Regions from separate parts of the Mus musculus genome. Here region 1 is linked to region 2. The links are chromatin contacts, called in public HiChIP or PLAC-seq maps. All regions are on one chromosome and are shown on one strand. The core of a region is the stretch at or near the end of the contact, and the rest is flanking DNA. Distances in the headings are between cores, read along the strand shown.

Region 1 (5,043 bases), core at 1,669-4,168, 330 kb before region 2:
CCATCTCTCTAGCCCCCCCCCCCCCTTCTTATTTTCTTAATGGCTGACATCCTGACTGTGGTAAGATGGACTCTCCATGCAGTTTTGCTCTCCATGACTCTGACAGTGAAGGAGGCCACAGATTTATTTATTTAAGCTGTTCATTCACCCATTGGTTGAATGAAGTTTTGTCATCTGCAGGAGAATGCTTGCGACTATAATCATAGTCTGCAAATCAATATAACATTTGTCTTCCCTGGTGTTTCCTAAACTTTATCCTTGACTGTTTGAGCATTTTTTAAAAAATGGCAATTCATGTAGAGCAAACTATCCGCTCTACATGCTGAGACAGGCATGAAAACTTACTGTTTATGGTGTTCATCATGGGGAGACAGAGGTCTTTCTCATCTGATCTGAGTGTTTATACAGCCTTACAATGAGTCTCCATTCAGTTTTCTCTCTTGGTGCCAGGGTTCACTCTACCAAACCCTGTGGAGTGGGCTTGCTTTGTTAATGACTGTCTTCCTCACCTCATAGGACAATATGAGGTTTCTTAGGTCTCTTCTCACTCCATAGGACAATCATAAAGTGTGTGTGTGTATGTGTGTGTGTGTGTCTCAATGGACATGCTTCAATCCTATTAGACCAGCAGCTCTATCTGGTCCTTAAATAAATCCCAACACCATACAAAGAGCCTGGAAGTGGTAACTGTTCCTTAAATTTCTGTCATATAATTGAGATAAATAAGCCCACATTGAGCATGTGTGAGCCCTTTGTATATTGCTACATCCACTCTAGTAGTGACATGCGTGACAGGCCCCAAAAACCTGGGCGCTGTCCCGAGTCGAAAAGTTCACGGAAACTTAAGTCTCCTGGAACCGTGGCATCCTGTATAAAAAATGCTCCAATGTCCTTGCTTTAGTTGGTAAATGGATCTGTGTGCTTTCCCTTAATATTGCTTTATTATAAGTGCTTCTATGGATTGATTTTTGATATATAGCTAAGTTAGATTCCTCATTAGTCCTAGGCAGTCCTTGAGCCGATCTTGGGCTTTGAATTCAGTAGGAATGTTGCCTATTCAGTGACATTAAGAATTGCCTCAAGTATTGTAAGAGAGATAGTGAAAGAAACCAAGCATTATTGTCTACTACGTAGAGTTAGAAATCTCAGGGCAAACTACTCCCATATGCAGGAATTTACCATTATCTAGGAAGAAGGAAGGTTGTGGTCTAGGGAGGAACCAGAGTAGATACTTAGAACTATAGATAGCTGAGTTACACCCATACACAGGAATTAACAATGGCCTAGGGAGAAGGTGGACTATACAATAGACTAGAATAGGAACTAAGGCAAGGGCACGATGTCCTCGCCCCTGACTTCTAAGATTAAGCTGACCTTAGGTGGGGCTGCTTTTGATCCCAGATGTTAACATTGAATTTTATCCCAGCTGGTTCCTGCCAGTCCTTCATGTTTGCATTCCTCTGTTTTATGTAAGGATCTGGTAAAACCTCTTTGTACCTTGCGGGCGTGTCACCTTAACTTCCCTATTTTCTTCTCTATAAAAGGTCTGATGCTCCATTTGACAAATTACATTCAGATCCAGCACACTCTCGTGCCTGCGTCTGTCAATTCTCGCTGACTCTATGCCCATCTGTCCAAACCCCTGATTCCCATGGATTGAGGGAAGCTGACTAGGCCCGGTCCGTGGCAGTATAGAACAATCTCCTTTCTCCAATGTGTGTTTTTGGGAAAATATTTGACAAGAATCTTTCTCAAAAGTCGGGAAGCCGAAGCTGTGCAGGTTTATATCTGGACTTTCTGTCTTATTAACTGACCTCTGATTCTAGTTTTGTGCTAGCACAATGCTGTTTCTTTTCTACCCTGTGGCCATATAATATAATTTCAAATTAGGTACAGTGGTACCTCTGGTTGCTTATTTTGTTTCGTTCTTGCCTATGACTGAACTATCCAAGGTGTTGTGTTTCCAAAGTTTAAGATATTTTCTGCTTCTGTAAAGAATGATGTTATAATTTTTATAGGGATTGTATTAACTGCATGTCACTTTCAGTAATATAGCCACATCTTTACATTATTAATCTCCCCAATCCTTAAGCACATAGACCATTTGGTTTTTCATCCATTCGTCTATTGATGGTTTTTTCAGTGGAAGTCGATATAGTTAGGTCATGGCAGATAATATTACCTCAGTTAGCTCTTATACCCAAGATGGTAAGTAGGCAATCAGTATTTCAACTGGGCAGGTGAGGATGTCGGGACTCGTGGTAGTGAAGGAGATAGCCCATGGTCAGATAGTCAAGCAGTGGTAGACCTAAGATTGGAAGGACTCCAGCTGGTTCCCTTCCCATCCGATGACTCATGCAAGAGGCTTCTCACTGTCATCCAGAAGGCAGGAAGCAGAGAGCCCCTCACCACAGAGGAAGCCTGACCCTGTGGCTTAAACACAGCCGTTTATTTTCTCACAGTCTCAAGTTGGAAGATCGAGATCCAGGTACTGGCCAGTTTGGGTTTTCTGAACTGTTCTCTGCAGCTGAAGACAGTCACCTACATGCTGTCCTCAGACAGTGTGGGGAGATGAGAGGGATTCTCTGCTTCCACCCTTGTGACGCCATCAACCATGGAACCAGGGCCCCACCTCCATGACTCACTTAGGCTCCGTGACTCCCTCGATGGTAGTTACGGTCACGTTGTTGTGACCAAACACCTGAAAGAAACAAGAGAGGGCTGTTTTGTCTTGTGGTTTCAGAACAGTTCTTTGAGACACATGGTCATCATGGCAGCTAGGATGCCTGTTTGTGAGCCTCTGTACCAGAGACTTTCCACAGAGATCTCTGGCCCAGCCTGGGGCTAGGTTCCAGCGAAGGGAAGCGAGTGTGGGTGTGCGGGCAGGAAGGGGAAGTCGCGTCCACCACTTCTGCTGCTGCAGTTGGCTCCTGTCTCTGCCGTGCCTTCCTGCCTTCCGGGCTACTCAGTTACTCTGCGCTGCCCTGCACTGAGTCATGTCGGGCTGGACCAACGAGAGGCTGACTAGCCAGTGAGGAGTGCGGCGGAGCTTCAGATGGCGTTTCAGGAGAGCAGACCTCTTCCCAAGTGTTACAGTTCTTAAAACAGAAGGCTCGGATGACAGAGTAGTTTTCTCGCACTTTCAATTCCCTGGATAGGATTTATATACAGTTTTGGGAGTGATTCAGAGTTCGACAGCAGATACCTCTCATTGGCTTGGGGAAACCTTATTTGCAAGTGGGAAGACTTGGTGCTGCTCCTACGTGACTGAGAGCCACACAGCTCTACTGTGGGGAGCTGTGGGAGCCTTTAACTGTGACCGGAGCCAGGGGCCCAGGAGGTGTGGTTGAACACCTTCGGTCCCATCCAGGGGGAAATCACCACCCACCCGGTCACCGGGATTCCAGACAAAGGAAGTGTATGCTGGTGAATTCTCGCTCTTTGGCAATACCAAAAGAAGGATGTATCTCCTCCAGAGGCCACTCCAGTGAACCACTTTTGCCAGCTATGCCCCATCACCCCAAATTTCTAGAGCCCCCAAACCAGCAACGGCAGTTCAAGAAACACCATCACCCAAGTCTGAGTAAGACACGGCCCAATTCCAACTGTTCTAACCTTCAAACACAGCCACACTGGGGCTGAGAGCATGAGGTACAGATCTTTACAAAGTACGAGTGTGTGGTTTCCTGTGACAGCCAGAAGACAGCATCGGATCTCCTGGAGCTTGCGTTTTTTTAGAAGCCACCTGACATGAGCGCAGGTCTTCTGAAAGAGCAGCAGCTGCTGATCACCACCAAGCCACCTCTCCAGCCCCAAGGCATGGGTGTTCTTTGAGGAACGGGAGCATTCAGTCTCTAGCAGATTCTTTTCCAGTTTTTCTCTTCCCTCATCTGGATTCTACACCACACACACCCTACTGACGGAGAAGCTGTTCACGGCGAGAGCGAAGAGACAGAGAGACAAAAAGGCGAAAATATCCAGCCAAGCAGCAAATATTTACTGACTTGGTAGATCTTTTCCTTTACTCCCCTCACAAATGAAAACAGACCAGAGCATCCACTACTGTCTTCTCGGATTATTGAACTAAAACTATTTCCCACCACAATGCTTTTATTAGTAGAATGATTAGATTTTTTTTTTCTTCCAGCGAAGTCATTACTGGAGCAGGAGCCTGTGGCCATCCAAAGAAATACCCCAGACTAGCCTAAACCGACAGCTTTCTCTCATTTGTCTGTGGGCAGGGACAGCATCCATTTCCTTTCCTTTCCTTAATCATATTTTTTTTGTAACTCCATAAAACATTTTAGTGCAGCAAAATGAGAACATTAGAGGAAAATAAACACCAACGCCCCTGCCCCCATTCAGAGAACAGAGCAAACTATGATTCTGTTTATGGCTGCCCCGCTGGCATTGCCCTCATGATGATTGGCTGGCCAAAATGACAGTAAGTAAGTTTGCATCCTTCCTCTAGTGCATCGTGTACCACGAGCATCTTTCCCCTCCCCAGATTCAGGATTCCCCTTTAAAGGTCTGCCTGCTACTGGATTCTGTCAGATGGGCACTTCATCATTGATGTAGGAGCAGCCACACCCACCCCCGCCCCCCACGTTACATGGTTAGGCTGCTTCTCGCCTTTGCCTTCTTATAAATGAAGCAGACTGAAATGAATGTTCTGGGAGCTCAACGTTTATGCTCGTCCATACTTCCTTTCCTAGAAGTAGCATTCTTGAGTTAATGCGTGCTCACAGTTTTGTTAGCATTACTGATCATTCATACAGCCTATACACATATACTTTGCTCTCAGTGGGGAGGGTTTTGTTTCCCCCCTTCTGTTTTCTCCTTTCAGGAGACATCTTTAGGGAGACAGGTACAACACAGAAATTCAAATAAATACAGCTCATTATCATTATCACCAGGAGAGTTAACTGATCATTAAGTTGGAATTGTAGAGCCTGTTTAATTAGCTTGAATTCAATGGCATTTCATCACATGTAAAACAATTGATTTTAAGGTACACCACTATTTGAGGTGAAATTAAGAAGG
Region 2 (5,168 bases), core at 1,249-3,748:
TGCAGCATGTGCTGAGGTCCCCCTGTAGCCTATGCTGTGCTCCCCCTGTAGCCTGTGCCGTGCTCCCCCTGTAGCCTGTGCCGTGCTCCCCCTGTAGCCTGTGTCGTGCTCCCTCTGTAGCCTGTGCCGTGCTCCCTCTGTAGCCTGTGCCGTGCTCCCCCTGTAGCCTGTGCCGTGCTCCCCCTGTAGCCTGTGCCGTGCTCCCCCTGTAGCCTGTGCTGTGCTCCCTCTGTAGCCTATGCTGTGCTCCCCCTGTAGCCTGTGCCGTGCTCCCCCTGTAGCCTGTACCGTGCTCCCCCTGTAGCCTGTGCTGTGCCACCAACCTTGCCAGAGGGAATATGAAGCTGTCTTTACAACGATTCTAGGAAATGTGTGAGGCAGTCACATGTGAAGGACCGGGATTAGACATGCAGACATATTACTCTGGCTTTATCTCAGAGTGCAAATTTCTTTCTCCCAACATCAATCTAAGTGGAAGCTGGAGGAGTGTCAGGACTACTTCCACAGGATTTGTGGGTGAAGCATCTAAAAGACATACCAATCTACATAACTCTGAGATATAAGATTAAATGGTGTTTTTATGTTCTGTTTGTTTCTGTAGCGTTTAAGTGATTGGCATGTATCCAAATTGCATTCATAATTTTAAAAAATAATAAGATGATATAAACCAGGGCAGCAAGGTGGCTCAGCAGGTAAAAGCACTTGTCACCAGGCCTGATGACCTGAGTTCAATCCACACGACCATTGCTTGAAGGACAGAATCTGCTCCAACATCTTAGTCATCTGAAGCCATCCAGGATCCTTTCTCATCCCTTCGGACCAGAGGGGCGCCATTTGCACTCTGAGCTCTTTGGAAGAAAAAGATTTATAAACCATGCACTTTTCTCTAACACTCGTTTCTACAACTTTGATCTGTCCCATCTGCCAAGAGCCCCTGAGAATGACACTTACCTGAAAGAAAAAAATAACTACAGCCAGGGTAGGAAGCACTTGTCCAAAATGTCTGAGTCCCTGAGCCACACCACCGCACTGGAGTGGGCCCGAGGATCCCTCCCACCGTCCCCAGCTCCCATTGTTAAATGTCTAGATGGGAGTGTCTAGCACTCGGTGCCCTCTACCCCTTGCTGTCTGAGGAGGTTGGGGAAACTTGGAGTACAAGGGTCCGACTTGTACAGAGGTAGGCCATTAGAGATGGGCCTCGGAGGATCTCTGCTCCACCTCTAGTTCTTGGTCCCTTTCTCTCTGTTTCTGATCCTTGTCCTAACGTGAACAAGCTAACCACCGCGGATCTCCTGCAGCCTCAGACAGACAGTAAACCCCTCCTCCTCCTTGACGCTATCTTTGTCAGGTGCTTTGTCCCAGCTATGAACAAAGTAACTCTTACATGACCCTTAGGCTGGCCCCATAGCAGAAGTCCCTTAGCCTGGAATCTTGAGTCTCTTCTGCCCTGATCCCTGCCCAATATCTTTATGTTCACCTAGCAGTCTTACCAGGGAGAGCCTTCTCCAAGAGGCAAGAGGGGAAATGAAGGCAGAGCTAAGTCCTATATACAGAGAAAAAAATTCTCCTTGGCATTGAAAGAGTTATTTTTTTTTAACTGTCTCAAGCCTTCAGGATCTCTCTCATGAATCTTGGGGAGAGGGTGGTACCCAAGGAGGAGGAGAGTCACACGCAGGGTGCCAGGCTGTCTGATGGTGACGAAGGATGTATCCGTAGCTGGTACTCAAACCCCTTAGCCAGGTGGTCATTGTGGCTTTGCTGACCTGACCCAAACAAGCCGAATAGCCCAGAGGCCCCCATCTCTTCCCTGAGCCCCCATCTCTCCCCTGAACCTCTATCTCTCCCCTGAGTCCCCCATCTCTCCCCTGAGCCCCCACTCTCTCCTAAGCCCCCATCTCTCCCCTGAACCCCCATCTCTCCCCTGAGCCCCCATCTCTCCCCCATCTCTCCCCTGAGCCTCCCCTGAGCCCCCATCTCTCCCCCATCTCTCCCCTGAGCCTCCCCTGAGCCCCCATCTCTCCCTTGAGCCCCCACTCTCTCCTGAGCCCCCACCCACTCTCTCCTGAGCCCACAGGCGATGCCCTGACGATAGGTTTGCCTTCCAGTGTAACCCAGGCTGGTTATCCTCCCTACTTATTTGGTCACTGCTATTGGAGAGCAAAAGCTTTTCTTGCCCAGACAGTCAAGAGTTAACCCTGTTGGAGGATCTCATTATTTCTCCTCTTCTTGCTCAAGTCTTCATGACTGCTGATCTCGAAGACATTTTCCAAGGACGCACAAAAGAATGATCATTTGTCTGTCAGGGGTGGAGGGTCTGAATCTTCCTAACTCTACGCGAGATCACAAGGTCGGAATTTGGATTCCTAATGCTCCTTGCAGTGACTTTGACTGTGAAGAATCTAAAACACCTGTCTGAACCTGGGTCCTCAGGATCACGCCCCGGCACACCCAAAGACCCCACGGTTACAATACCAGAGGAGGCTGGGGTTGCAGCCAATTCACAGGAAAAGCAGTGTCCAATTCACGTGTTAATTCCTTGAATCGTCTGTGTGAAGCTGCTTCCACTACTACCTCCAATTCTCAGACAGGGACAATGAGCCTTGGAAAGGTTGGCTGCTCCTGTACCTATCCCAGCTGCTCAAATAGAATCTGACCCATGAGATGAGCTAGATCTTGTGCTTTCTCAACTAGATCCCAGGTGGGCTGGAGCTGGCTAGAACCAAGGACTAACCTGAAGTCCTGATCCCAGGCCTCTCTGCCTCTGCCGCCCCACCCCCACCCCCAATCTTAGGTGGCTCTTGGGGGATTAAAGGAGAAGGACCAAGGCTCCCTGGGTAGCTTTTCTCATTGTTGCAACATTTTAACAGCCTGAGAAGCTACATCTGGGTGTTCCAGTTAAAAGACAGTCTTGGCGGGGCTGGAGAGATGGCTCAGCGGTTAAGAGTGTGCGGGGCAGTGGTGGTGCACTCAGCACTTGGGAGGTGAAGGCAGAGGCAGACGGATTTCTGAGTTCGAGGCCAGCCTGGTCTACAGAGTGAGTTCCAGGACAACCAGAGCTACACAGAGAAACCCTGTCTTGAAAAACCACAAAAAAAAAAAAAAAAAGAGTGGTTAAGAGCACTGACTTCCGCATAGAAATGAATAATTGAGCCAAAGTTCTTAATGTGTGAATGACTGGATGTTTTCTGTAAATAACCAACCAGCAGATAGCTTGGGCTTGACAAACGCTATAACCTTTGTCCCAAGTCCCTAACGCTGTCACTGTAGCACAAAAGCAGTCACAAGCGATTACAAACAAATGAATTTGTGTCCGATCCAAATGAGCTATGCAAAAGCAGGGCCCCAGCTGGCCTGGGCTGTGGGACATACTTTGCAATGACTGCATTTGACAGGGCCATGTCCTGCATGTCTTGACAGGGCATGTCTACAGATATGTATCTGCGGGGTTAGATATGCATTAAGTATCTTCCACTTGGCAAGTGTGGCCATGGAAGCCAATATACTGGGCTGAAAGAGAGAGGCCAACATCACCACTCATACAGTCTCTGTATGGGGGGGTGGGGGTATGGTAAGTAGGAAATACAGAAGCCTTGGACTGAGGAAAGGCTTCCTGAGGACAGATGATAACAATGCTTTCTCGACAGCCTGACACTGAGATGAGCAGTCTCCAATGGCTCCTTAAGAGTGGTTCTAGCCCGGCAGTGGTGGCGCATGCCTTTAATCCCAGCACTTGGGAGGCAGAGGCAGGCAGATTTCTGAGTTTGAGGCCAGCCTGGTCTACAGAGTGAGTTTCAGGACAGCCAGGGCTACACAGAGAAACCCTGACTAAAAAAAAAAAAAAAAAAAAAAAAAAAAGTGGCTCTATGGGGCTGGAGAGATGGTTCAGTGGTTGAGAGCACTGACTGCTCTTCCAGAGGTCCTGAGTTCAATTCCCAGCAACCACATGGTGGCTCACAACCATCTGTAATGGGATCCAATGACCTCTCCTGGTGTTCCTGAAGACTGTAACAGTGTACTCACATACATAAAATAAATAAATCTTTAAAAAACAAGAAGAAGAAGAAGTATTCTATCAAGACAGTCTGAGAAGGCTCATGCCTTTCTGTATAGAGTGTCTGTGGTCACCAGCTCTTCCTTTGTGTCCCCCAGTCTCTGAACAGCTACAATGATGGAGACTACGAAGGAGCCAGGAGGCTGGGGCGGAACGCCAAGTGGGTGGCCATTGCCTCCATCATCATCGGCCTGGTCATCATCGGCGTCTCCTGTGCGGTGCACTTCTCCAGGAAGTAAGTGGGTGCCCCGAAACCCTCCTGCTAGTAAGAGCTTTTCTCCTTGAGAGGCAGAGGCAGGTGAATTTCTGAGTTTGAGGCCAGCCTGGTCTACAGAGTGAGTTCCAGGACAGCCAGGGCTACACAGAGAAACCCTGTCTTGAGGGAAAAAAAAAGCAGGGTCTTCATATTTCTTGTTACACAGACCATGCAGGGCATATTCAAGGTCTCTCTCTTTCCCACACAGGCATTCTGAGACCCAGACTATCAATAACTCAGCTGTATTATAGCAGTCCTATCTAGAGAAGAACGTGACATGACTGTACCCATCTTGAGTCATAACTGACATGTTTACCTGCAGAATGACCCTAATCAGTTTTTCCTGCTTAGTTTCCACATATACACAAAACCATTAAAGTAGAATATGAAAGTCAACAATCAGACCCGGGCCCAAGGGGTACATCTGACCCTTCAATACCCTCTGAAGATGAACTAAGGACATTCCAACAAGGATGGAGTTACCGTCCCCTTCGTTCTGACCCAAGCTGTAGGGATCCAACTGTTCTTGTACGCCCAGAAGCAAAGTTTCATCAGCAAATCTCCCCAGTAAATTGTTCCGGGCAGTCCTCGATCTGAGGCACCAGGGCCTGTCCTCACACACTTCGACTGGATCGCTCTGGCATGGTGGTAAATATTCTGGACCTCGAAGGCCACAAGGCCTCTCTCACCACAAATCTGCCACCAGGACACAGCTGCAGCCACAGACTGTGTGGGAACAATCGCTGTGGCTGTGTCCTGGTAAAAACCTTATTTACAGAAACAGGTAGCTTTATCTGTGGGCTATGCCTCTCCAACCTTCATTTCTAGAGCAGGAAGTGACGTCAGGCTAAGGCAGGGAGT

What was found. HiChIP or PLAC-seq counts read pairs in DNA pulled down with a chosen protein or histone mark.
Region 1: a contact with region 2 is called in an H3K27ac HiChIP or PLAC-seq map of embryonic stem cells, with 5 read pairs. The contact joins two enhancer-like sites. A contact is called at or near these places in 1 of 484 Hi-C or Micro-C datasets (the Ba/F3 cell line) and 1 of 115 datasets of contacts at active chromatin or transcription factors (embryonic stem cells).

The regions. Positions count from the first base shown.
Region 1 is chr5:116,379,231-116,384,273 of GRCm38.p6, reverse strand. No RefSeq gene overlaps it. Among named protein-coding and RNA genes, the nearest start is that of Gm36841, 25 kb to the left of the region's middle. Within about 2 kb of position 2,918, at least 54 of the 459 cell types and tissues checked have an H3K27ac peak or open chromatin away from gene starts, as enhancers often do. A contact at or near this core is called in embryonic stem cells, where this site is marked.
Region 2 is chr5:116,050,436-116,055,603 of GRCm38.p6, reverse strand. It overlaps Tmem233 (transmembrane protein 233), which reads left to right. Exons shown (of 3, transcript NM_001101546.2): 2 at 4,150-4,286. Among named protein-coding and RNA genes, the nearest start is that of Gm13842, 24 kb to the right of the region's middle. Within about 2 kb of position 2,498, at least 7 of the 459 cell types and tissues checked have an H3K27ac peak or open chromatin away from gene starts, as enhancers often do. A contact at or near this core is called in embryonic stem cells, where this site is marked.